Regions from separate parts of the Zea mays genome. Here region 2 is linked to region 1. Evidence: chromatin contacts called from public Hi-C data. All regions are on one chromosome and are shown on one strand. The core of a region is the stretch at or near the end of the contact, and the rest is flanking DNA. Distances in the headings are between cores, read along the strand shown. Region 1 holds the start of LOC103643259 (probable LRR receptor-like serine/threonine-protein kinase At2g23950). Region 2 holds the start of LOC542463 (cinnamoyl CoA reductase 1).

The links. A called contact is a pair of places that touch in the nucleus more often than the background predicts.
Region 2: a Hi-C map of endosperm shows a contact between it and region 1, with 2.1 times the contacts expected there. The contact joins the promoter of LOC542463 here to the promoter of LOC103643259 in region 1. A contact is called at or near these places in 3 of 25 Hi-C or Micro-C datasets (endosperm, leaf and tassel).

The regions. Positions count from the first base shown.
Region 1 is chr1:216,082,041-216,087,843 of Zm-B73-REFERENCE-NAM-5.0, forward strand. LOC103643259 (probable LRR receptor-like serine/threonine-protein kinase At2g23950) reads left to right here and starts at 2,613. Exons shown (of 11, transcript XM_008666415.3): 1 at 2,613-2,859; 2 at 2,957-3,089; 3 at 3,234-3,305; 4 at 3,421-3,564; 5 at 3,703-3,774; 6 at 3,929-3,988; 7 at 4,181-4,293; 8 at 4,666-4,848; 9 at 4,932-5,309. The coding sequence starts at 2,658.
Region 2 is chr1:216,340,484-216,346,433 of Zm-B73-REFERENCE-NAM-5.0, forward strand. It overlaps LOC542463 (cinnamoyl CoA reductase 1), which reads left to right and starts at 2,987. Exons shown (of 5, transcript NM_001112018.1): 1 at 2,987-3,353; 2 at 3,465-3,619; 3 at 3,721-3,909. The coding sequence starts at 3,167.

The DNA of each region.
Region 1 (5,803 bases), core at 1,363-3,862:
CAAGCTTTGGCATCCTTTGCTTTCACTCGCTTCCTTTTTCACTTTCCTCTCTCTCCTCTTTCCCTCAATCTCCTTTTTTTTCTCTCCCTCGTCGTCTTTCGTTGGCTTTGGCAGGAGGAGCCAAGAAAGCGACCTTCACGTACATCGTGTGCTGAAACAGAGGAGGAGGCGTTGTGGCCTCTGATCAACGGAGTGCGTTCCCATGGCCGAGGAGGAGCCAGACCCGCATCGCCTATTCGCCGAGGGGGTTGCCATGTCTGCGCCGAGCATTCCGTTGTCATTTTTACCGAGCTGCAGTGCCGGACGCGGCCGCTCAGAGGCAGGCAGGCAGGCTTACCAGTTACCAGGGGTCCAGGGTGGTCTGTCTTTTGACCCGTTCCTTCACGCCACGTGACGTGACCGAGAGAACCACCTATCGGCTTGCATGCGGGGCCACATGGCAGTGGCCTGCTACGCCTTCTCTTGCCGCCTGCTCGGGAGTCGGGAGACCCTGTTCTCCTCTGACTCCCCCCGATACATTGAACAACATGCTGATTCCGAATTGCAGTAGCTGAGTTGCCCTTGGCCTCCCTCCCTCAACAACACTTGCAGTTGCCGTTGTCTTGTGGGAATCAAGGCAGTTCCTTGCGTGCTTTGATTGGACGGGACCTGAAACTCTTCCGTGACATCAGCTTCTGAACAAATACGCACTGATGACACGATAGCCCTTCCGTTTCACGTACGGTCTTCTACGGTCACCAGGCGTAGCTGCTCCCAGCCAAGGTTCAAATCCCTCCAATCCAGTACTCGAGTCATGTATGGTTGTACTTGGGGATCCAATCTGCACACCTGAGACCTCGAGTGGTGGAAGGATATTCTCTGCACTGCACGGCTCACGGAGACCTGCTTGGCAATATAAAACCGACAATCGGATGGAGTAAGCCCTTTTCCTTTCTGTTATATCGGAGATTGATCATTAATTAGCTGTATTGGGCAGCAGCAGCTTGACTGCAGCACTTTGACAGCGATCAGCCGGGGCTAAACTGCCATCATCAGCCCCACAAGAATCTTCAGACTTGCGCTACTACCAAGTCCCACAGGCAGCTGCGCACTGCAGCGGGCAGCGCCAAGAAAAGAAACCGGGCCTTTGCTCAAAATCGCGCGCTCACTGCACGCCGGCCGGGCGGCCGGGTCCCGCGGACTCATCAGCGGCCTCGGAAGCCCCCACCCGTCAGGTTCCATGCCATCCATGATCATTTCTCTGTCAAGTGTCACCCGAAGATGCCATGGCAATGGCTGAGTGGGCATGCAGTATTGCAGACCAGTAGACCACCACACCCCGGGCCCGGCATCGGCACCACACCCGTCGCATTCGCATCGCATCGCCCGAATTTTTTGCATTTTAACCCTTCCTCAAAAACAATATCACGTTTGGAACCTAAAAAATTTTAATGTTATTTTTGGACCCTTTGCTCGGCGCCATAGCCTATGGCGGCGAGGTAACACAGCTCGGCGCCATAGGCTATGGCGCCGAGGTAGGTGCTACGCTGGGCCAAACGGCCGACGTGGCGCCGACGTGGTACCAAGCTCGGCGCCATAGATCTTGGCGCCGAGCTTGGTTCTGTACACAAAGGTTGTCTAGCTTAGTTGGTAGAGCGTAAGACTCTTAACCTTGTGGTTGTGGGTTTAAGCCCCACAGTGGGTGTTATTTTTTGTCTTTGTCACTGATTTATTTTTTGTTGTCAAGATTTTTTGTTTATGTCGCTGATTTGTCCGTCCAAATTTATTTTTCATCCAGTTTTGTTTTTGTTTTTGTGACTGATTTGTTTATTCATCCAGATATTTTTTTAATGTCTACTAGTAGCCTCACTTTTGGATGTCTCTTTTTTGTTACTCTGCCGTCTACTGAAACATAGGCTTATTATTCCAGTTTCGTGACACTGCAGGAAGGAAAGTTGGAGTGCTACATAGCTGAGTACCACAGGTGATACCGTGATAGATTGATGGCTGGCGCTTTGGCTGAGGACAATGCTGGGGATGGTAGATCCTCATCAACTGAAGAGATGTCAAGTGATGACCAGATTCATTCCGAGAATCCTCTATCTGGACAAATATTTTTTTTTTGTTCGCTGACTGATTTGTTTTTGCTCGCCAGATAAAAAAAATCTGGACGAATAAACAAAGCCGTCACAAAAACGAAAAAAAATTTAGATGAGAAATAAATCTAGACGGATAAATCAGCGACATAAACGAAAAATCAGAAAAAAAAGTGACAAAGATAAAAAGTATTAAAAAATGCTCACTGTGGGGCTTGAACCCACAACCATAAGGTTAAGAGACTTGTGTTTTACCAACTGAGCTACACAAGTTCTGTGTACAGAACAGAGCTCGGCGCCAAGATCTATGGCGCCGAGCTCGGTGCCACGTCGGCGCCACGCCGTCCGTTTGTGCCAGCGCAGCACGTACCTCAGCGCCATAGCCTATGGCGCCGAGCTGTGTTACCTCGGCGCCATAGGCTACGGCGCCGAGCAAAGGGTCCAAAAATGACATTAAAATTTTCTAAGGTCTAAACGTGAATTTTTTTCCGATGAAGGATCAAAATACAAAAAATTCGTTCCTGCCGCCTTGCACGACACGAGGAAAAGCAAAGCCAAAGGCACTCCACTCCACTCCACCCTATGCACTGCCGCCCCTGCCCGTCCCAGCTCTCGCTCGTCTTTCTCCTCCTCCTCTCGCTCGCACCCATCATTTCGGCACTCCCCTTCCCGGAGCCAGCTCTTCCGATGGCGTGCAGCGGCCTCCGCCTCTCGCTCCCCGCCGCCGTCCTCGCCCTCCTCCTCCTCCCCTCCGCGCTCGCTTCCGAGCCCCTCAACCCCGAAGGTAACGCCGCATCATTCCGGCCATGCATGGTGCAGCAGCAACATTTGGTTGGTTTTTTTTTTCTGATTGTACCGTCGCGCGCGAGCTTCGCGTGCAGTGCAGGCGTTGATCGCCATCAGGCAGGGGCTGGTCGACCCGCACGGCGTGCTCAGGAGCTGGGACCAGGACTCGGTCGACCCCTGCAGCTGGGCCATGATCACCTGCTCCCCGCAGAACCTCGTCATCGGCCTGTAAGCTCCCGTCCCTCTCCCTCCTCGTCGCGGGCTCGCGGCCGGCGTGACGAGACGAGCCGAGCCGTACGAAGAGAACTGGTAGTAATGGCCGGCGCGCGGCGGGCGAGCTCCTCCGCTAACCTCATCGTTTTCGCGTTCCAGGGGAGTGCCGAGCCAGGGCTTGTCGGGGACTCTGTCCGGGAGGATCGCCAACCTCACCCACCTCGAGCAAGTGTAAGCAATCATCCAAGAGCCACGAATCTATCTATCCATCCATCCGTCTTGTGTGGTTCTTGGGTGAAGGAAGCGAGCCTCTCTGCTGACGCGTTTCGCGCCCGTTGTTTTTCAGGCTGCTGCAGAACAACAACATCACGGGGCGGCTGCCGCCGGAGCTGGGCGCGCTGCCGAGGCTGCAGACGCTGGACCTCTCCAACAACCGCTTCTCCGGCCGCGTGCCCAACACGCTGGGCCGCATCACCACCCTCCGATACCTGTGAGTAGTCTTGTCTTGTTGTCTCAGCCTTGAGGATTCAGCAAACCGCCTCCCATAATCCCATCTCCATTCCAGTTACAGGCGCGAGTATATATCTCATGCTGCTCTCCGTCCTGTCTGCGTGTGCTCTTGCTGCAGGAGGCTGAACAACAACAGCTTGTCCGGGCCGTTCCCCGCGTCGCTGGCCAAGATCCCGCAGCTCTCCTTCCTGTACGTACGCACGCACGCACGCGTCTCGTCGAAGCCATCTCGGCTTCCTCGATTCTACTACATGTGCACCTGTTGGCTGCTTCGTTTCCCTTTTGCGCTTTAAATCGAATTTCAATCCGTGAACTCGATGCGGTTGGTCGGTGTCTGTTCCCAGGGACCTGTCCTTCAACAACCTCACTGGCCCCGTCCCGCTCTTCCCGACACGGACCTTCAAGTAAGTGCGCTTAATACTGCTGCTGCCCCGCCACACGACCGTCTTATCCTAATGCACACTGTAACTTTTGCTTCTTCTTCTTCTTTTTTTTTTAAAAAAAGAGAGCTCGAGCTGTATGATGGTGGTGGTAGTAGCATCGAATCTAATGCGAAGGGTGTTTGTTTTGTTTAATAATGTTCGCGTGGCGTGCAGCGTCGTGGGCAACCCGATGATATGTGGGAGCAACGCCGGCGCAGGGGAGTGCGCCGCCGCGCTGCCGCCGGTCACCGTACCCTTCCCGCTGGAATCCACTCCGGGCGGCAGCAGTGAGCACTCTTCCTTCCTGCCTCTATGTCTATCATTCATATCTACGGCCAGTCAGGCAGGCCAGCTCGCGCGCCTAGCAGCTAGTCGCGCTCAATGCTTTTCGGCCCTTTCTCGGAGTGCGTGGCGTGGCGTGCATGCATGCGTCGCTGCTGCCGCTGCTTTTGTGCCCTTGCCTCGCCGGGGTAGCGGTCGAGGGGACACGGTGCTGTCGGCATGGGGGCGCCGTCGCTCTCGCTTGCGGCCGGGAATACCTGTAGTAGGCTGTATGCCTGTATGTAGCGCTGGTGGCGCGGTCTGGCCTGAACCGTGCATCTGCTGCTGCTCGCGCCTGGGGATCAGCGTTTGGCTTTTGTGTGTGTGTGCGCGCGCAGGGACAGGGACAGGGGCGGCGGCAGCGGGCAGGTCAAAGGCTGCTGGCGCGCGGCTGCCGATCGGCGTAGGGACAAGCCTGGGCGCCTCCTCCCTTGTGCTCTTCGCCGTGTCCTGCTTCCTCTGGCGGCGAAAGCGCCGGCACACGGGGGGGCGGCCCTCCTCCGTTCTCGGCATCATCCACGGTACGTCCCAAATCACCAGCGACCCTAAACATTCCTGGAAACGGCCGGACGTAACAACGCCCATATGCATGGGATTGCTGCAGAGCGGGGCGGCTGCGACCTGGAGGACGGCGGCGGCGGTGGCGTGGTGGCGGCGGCGGCGCGGCTGGGGAACGTGCGCCAGTTCGGGCTGCGGGAGCTGCAGGCGGCCACGGACGGGTTCAGCGCCAAGAACATCCTGGGCAAGGGCGGGTTCGGGAACGTGTACCGCGGCCGCCTCGCCGACGGCACCACGGTGGCCGTGAAGCGGCTCAAGGACCCCAGCGCGTCGGGCGAGGCCCAGTTCCGCACGGAGGTGGAGATGATCAGCCTCGCCGTGCACCGCCACCTGCTGCGCCTGGTCGGCTTCTGCGCCGCCTCGGGCGAGCGCCTCCTCGTCTACCCCTACATGCCCAACGGCAGCGTCGCGTCGCGGCTGCGAGGTACGTTCCCCTCCTGAATGCCCCCCTGTCCTGTCGTGTCGTGTCATGTCACCCCATGCATGTCGTTCACGTCGTAGTATCTCTGTCGCGGACGGGGTACGACCGTACATGTCTCGGCCAGCCAGTGGCTTAATTGTGCCGGCATCAAGGTTCGTGCGGGGAGATTACGCGGTCGGAGCGAGTGGGACCCTCCACCACGCGCGCGGAAGTGCACGCAAGAGTCATGGAGGGTGTACAGTACCCAGCAGTCAGGCGTGGTCGCGCGTCCCCTGTACTTTGGCGCGGGGACCATATGGAGCGCCAGGGGGGGCGGAGACCACAGGCAGACACCACCGCACTCGCGATTTGTCCACATCCGTGGGCGGTGGGGGCATGCCATCGCTGCTCGCCCTCCCAGTCCCTGCGGTGCAGCGCCCCCACCCCACCCCACCCGCCACCGCGCGGCGCGACACGAAGCACAAGCCGGAGCGTATCTGCGCGTACCGGGTAGCAGC
Region 2 (5,950 bases), core at 1,737-4,236, 260 kb after region 1:
GTTTTGGGCTTACTATCTCGCAAGGCCATCCCTTCGTGGGCCAGGGGAGAACTGCTGGCAGAATGGGCTGACGCAAGGAATGAACAAGCGCGGGCCAAGGCGGTTCGCGGGGTTTTGAGCGTTATCCGAAGCTCTGATCCGATTCTCCCGCGTGACCACCTTGGACATCGGAACTGAGTGAGAGTAAGTCGGCAAGATTGTAGGAAGATAAGTTCGGTCGGTTCACTATTACTTAGGCATGCAACGTTATCGTACACATATGTAAATGCCCCACAATCGGATATATAAGGCCCAGTGGGCACCCCATCAAAAGATAGGTCATTCATCAGCCATCTACTCCATTCTCTAGCATCCTTCATACTAGAGAATCCTCCTGTAACCCATCACATAAAGATCCACACCAGGAAGTAGGGTATTACGTCTCTCCAAGCGGTTTGAACCTATAGAAAATTGTCTATTGTCTCTCGTCCGCTTAGCACGAACCATCGAGCTACAGTCAGCAACACCGTCCTACCCAAAAGCACCTCGAGGGGTAACCCTGGGTGCACGGTCGGGTCCCAAACACCGACAATGTGGGTGGTTTAGGGCTTGTGCAACATGTGACGGCTCGGACGCATATCTCGGTAACTCATTAAAAATAGGACTGGCCGTTGTTGGCCTGGACGGACCGCGCTCGCGTGCGAACAGTCCAGACATGTGCAGATCGACTAATTTATTGCCGATTTGTGGTTGCTCGGGGTATGTGTCCATCGGCATCCCATAAGGGGTTGTGACTGGTCGTGACAACATGTAGCCGATGAATTCCGTGTATTTTCCCCCAATTCAACCTCGTGCGAAGGAAAATTTGCAACAGTGGATTTATCAAACGCACATATTAGCCTTTTATAATCTTTTTGTATACCCCTACGATATGTTGCATTTGTTCTCGTTGTTAATCTATGTAAGCTTTAAGAGATTGAAGCTCGTTGGTGTTACTTACATTGGGGGTATTCGTTATGGGTCGGAGCAAAGCCAGATCAGTCGTTCGTTGCCGAACGACCTTGTTGTTTCTGTCCACCTTGAAGTTGGCTAGGAACTGCGCCTTTGCTTCTTGGATCAGCTGCTCCTTGTGCTCCTCGAACTGGAGTTGTTCGTCAACCAGCAAGGTCCCCAAGTCGATATTGCTGGGGGAGACGTCAGAGAGCTATCCCTTGAACCGGCCATTGAGGGCCGATCTAATGGGTCTATATGTGTTTTCCCCATCGGAGTCGCTAAAAGTGTGTTGGTGTCTTTTTGGGCGCCAATCACTGCGTGAGAACCGGCGGTGGTGCTCTCTGCACAGGTGCGGACAGTCCGCGGCCAGGGGCCGGACGGTCCGCGACCTGGAGCAGGGCTAGGGTTTCCTGCCTGACGGGCCGGACGGTCTGCGCCTACAGGCCGGACGACCCGCGCGTGCGCAGGGGCGGCGAAGGTCGTCAGCGGCGCCTGGATCTCGCTCTCGGGAGGGACCTCGTCGGGGAGGAGAGATCTTAGGTGTTGTCTAGGCTCGGCAGGCCGATCTAGACTCCTATAATCGACGTAGAGTCAAAGAGAAGCGGAGAATTTGGGATTGGAAGACTAAACTAGAACTAGACTAGAACTACTCCTAAATGTACAAGAAATAAATACGACATAAATTGATTATTGATTCGATTGTTGATGATTAATCGGCCGTAATCCTCTATATTTATAGAGGAGGGGGCTGGACCCGTTACAAACAGATTTCTCGAGCTAATTCCGCGAATCTAGCCAACAACTGTAGCAAGAAACTCGGAACCCAACGGGTTCTGCGCGCGCACGGACCGTCCGGCCCCAGGGCCGGACCGTTCGGCAGCTTATTTTGATGCTCAACAGCACCAACGAGGATTAGTCGGGACCTTGCGTGGTTCCGGATACCTCGGTAAAAATACCAGTGTCATACACGAGAGTTTGCGTCTCTACCTTCCTCTTTACCTTCCGTATTTATATTAAGTATTTAAGTTTCAATCTTGTCTTTCTAGTTAGATTATTTAGATTGAAACTTAGCCTTTGCAGTAGAGATAGCAACACTTAGACAAATAAAACATAGTTTGCACATTCTAGATTATTTATTTGTATAGGTTTTGTTGTAGGAATTTATTTATGACTTAGTTTAGAGAAAAAATTAGAAGTCCTAATTCACCCTCTCTTAGACGTCATCGTTTCCTACACGCGCCTCCGCAGAGAGCACCGCCGACGATTCTCATCGCAGTGATTGGCGTCTGGATCGGCGCCAACACTATGATCTATTGGTGGATCCAAGATCTATCGTAAGGGAAGGCTAGGGCTGATTATCTCTTTTTTTGTCCTACTCTTTCTCTCTTTTTTTTACTTTCTCCTCTTTCTTCTTCTCCCTGTCCCTTGTCTTCCTTTCCCTTTGTCCTTAACTGTCTGCGCAGCCGAGGGGGAGCCCCCTCCAATAATCTAAAATATAGTATTTTAAAAAAAGCAAACATAGTATTTAAAATAAAAAATAAAAAATGGACTCCTCGTGCTCTATGTTGTTCAAAGACGATAATAATCTCACCAGAAATGCAAACAAAGTTTTTTTAAAAAAAAAATAAAAAATCGGACTCCCCGTGTGGCCCTCGCGTACATACAGTATACATACACGCAGCCAATTACGTTTGCGTGATGTACGTCGTGGAAGACGGCATGGGGTTGCCTCACCTAACCCGCGGTCGCGATCGCGATCGCGCAGAGGGGGGCCACACCACACCCACACCGCGCGAGCGCGCACGGTGTCCGGACGTCTATTATCATCTCGCTGTCCGTGTCTGTCTCAGCGCTACTCATCACTCGCTCGCATCGCACTGCGCGCTCCGATCCCCCTCCACCCGTCTCAGCTAGCAGCCTCGCCTTGTTGTGGCCTATAAATTCCGCGCCACTCCAACGCCCACCCTTCTCAGGATGAATCGGAAGAGAGAATCCTACCAAACCTAGCTACCAACTCGATCGTCGTCATCACGCTCGACCGCACAACTGCACCAAGGGGGGAGGAGACCTAAAAACTACTACATCTTTTAGCTACACATCTAGCTAAAGATCGAGAGGGGTAAATAAGGACGAGCGGGCGCGAGCTAGAAGAGCAGCTGCAGGTACTACCATCATCGTCGTCGTCGTCGCCAGGATGACCGTCGTCGACGCCGTCGTCTCCTCCACCGATGCCGGCGCCCCTGCTGCCGCCGCCACCGCGGTACCGGCGGGGAACGGGCAGACCGTGTGCGTGACCGGCGCGGCCGGGTACATCGCCTCGTGGTTGGTGAAGCTGCTGCTCGAGAAGGGATACACTGTGAAGGGCACCGTCAGGAACCCAGGCATGCATGCCTCCTGCTTGTTGTTATATATAAGCAGTCTACTATGTCGACCTGCGCGAGCGTGGCAGCAGATGGAGCGATTAACGTGTTTGTACATGTTCATGGCAGCAGATGACCCGAAGAACGCGCACCTCAAGGCGCTGGACGGCGCCGCCGAGCGGCTGATCCTCTGCAAGGCCGATCTGCTGGACTACGACGCCATCTGCCGCGCCGTGCAGGGCTGCCAGGGCGTCTTCCACACCGCCTCCCCCGTCACCGACGACCCGGTGAGTTCCGTCGGCCGGGTTAGTTCCAGCACTCGTCGACTGACTGATCAGTAAAGTAGTAACAAGGGGACCGCATGCACCATGCATGTGTGCGCGTGCAGGAGCAAATGGTGGAGCCGGCGGTGCGCGGCACCGAGTACGTGATCAACGCGGCGGCGGAGGCCGGCACGGTGCGGCGGGTGGTGTTCACGTCGTCCATCGGCGCCGTGACCATGGACCCCAAGCGCGGGCCCGACGTCGTGGTCGACGAGTCGTGCTGGAGCGACCTCGAGTTCTGCGAGAAAACCAGGGTGGGTGTGCTTGCTTGCTCACTTTTATTTGATCGATCGTCTCCATCCATCCATCATCTGATCTACTACTAAGTACAGTAGCTTGTAGCTAGCTCCTGCTATACCGTCCGCTGCACCACGTACGCCAGCACCATATATTAAATTAGTGTTTCCGATCCTTTAATTTGATGCATACGTTTTCATTTCTTGCAAGTAAGGACGATCAAAGGAAAGGGTGAAAGAAACACTAATAAAGGTAGCTGTGACGAGATAGGCGAATCATTACCTGCTAGTATATTGGCATGCATGCACTAGCTAGCTACCAACCACCGAGAGCCCTAGAAGAGACTAGACTAGAGTACGTTCGAGTACTTTTGAGGCCGCCAAATAGAACCAACTAAGTGCTCATCGTCATCGATGGTGCCTGTCCAAAGCACACAGAGAGCAGCACTAGCTAGCTAGGATTTGAACCACAGCTTTTTCTAGCGTGACCAACAGCACTAGCTAGGCAAGCAGCCGAAATAACGCATATATATGAAAAGGAATTTGGTTCCGCAAAAAAAAAAACGGAGAACGGAAAAGGAGCAAATCATGCATGTGGACGGAGAACGCACGCACCACGCGAATTAATCCTGCCTCTGCATGGGGCCACGCACGCCGTCGCCGATGGACACATGTATGGCATGCAGCGCTTGAGCTACGACCTGCTTAATTATCAGTAGCGAAGAATCTCATCCCACATGCGTGTTTCTTCAACACGTACGCATGGACACTCTTTAGTGTCAAAGCTAAAGCTGAGAATTCAAATTAACCTTGCTATTTTGATCGCGGTGGGCTCTTAAAATGATTGGACAGATGCAGCACCGTACCCACGCCTTACAACTCTCCTAGCTAGCTAGCCGCCCCGCAACCACACTAGAATTGTTCTAGCCTAGTAGCCTGTGTCTGTGTCTGTGTGTGCGTGTAGCGTGTCCTATGGAAGACGGAAATTTCAGCTGCCCAGAAAAACACACACATGCACGACGACGACGCCACCAGTTTGCCGGTCGACACATGCTAGCAGTGATGGGCAGGCCTTTGTCGATCGCCATTTATTCTGTGCAGCAAACTCTGCTGGCTTTAATTTGCGGAGGAGCGAGCAAATTCTACTCTCCCCGGCTTTAATTTGCGGATTTATTACAAGTCGTCATCCCAACTTCATTGGACCAACTTTTATAGAATATTTTTATTTAAAAAAAACTGTAGTAATTTACGATATCAAACGAGTAATACTATATTTTTTATTAATTGTGTTTTTATAGTGTATTTATTTGATGGCATGTTTTTTTTTGCTCCTATAGTTTTAGTTAAATTTGATGTGCTACCTTTGACCCACTAATAATATTTTTAAAAAAATGATTTATAATTCTGAACCGAGGGAAGGATTTTATATATATATATATATATATATATATATATATATATATATATATATATATATATATATATATATATATATATATATATATATATTATATATATATATATATGGCAACGTATCCTGTGTAAAAGGTTCTCCAGTGTAAATATGCTAAAATGCCTTAACAACCTTTGGATCCAGAATCAAAGGCTAATTTTAATCCTACCTAACCGCCACCGCACCAGATTACCAGGAGGGGGTTCTTTAGAAAAAACACAAGATTATCAGGTGGGATTAAGATTAGCCTTTGAATCTGGATCCAAAGGTTGTTAAGACGTTTTAGCATGTTTACACAGGAGAACCTTTTACACAGGAGACGTTGCCCCTCTCTCTCTCTCTCTCTCTCTCTCTCTCTCTCTATATATATATATATATATATATATATATATATATATATATATATATATATATATATATATATATATATATATATATATATATATATATATATATATATATATATATATATATATATATATATATATATATATATATATATGGTACGACTTTGGTGGGTCGCTCGTCGCCTCTCCCGACGGCCCAACCTCCAACCAACGCAAAATTTACTTGCATTGCATGGCCGCCATCCTCATTATTTTTTTG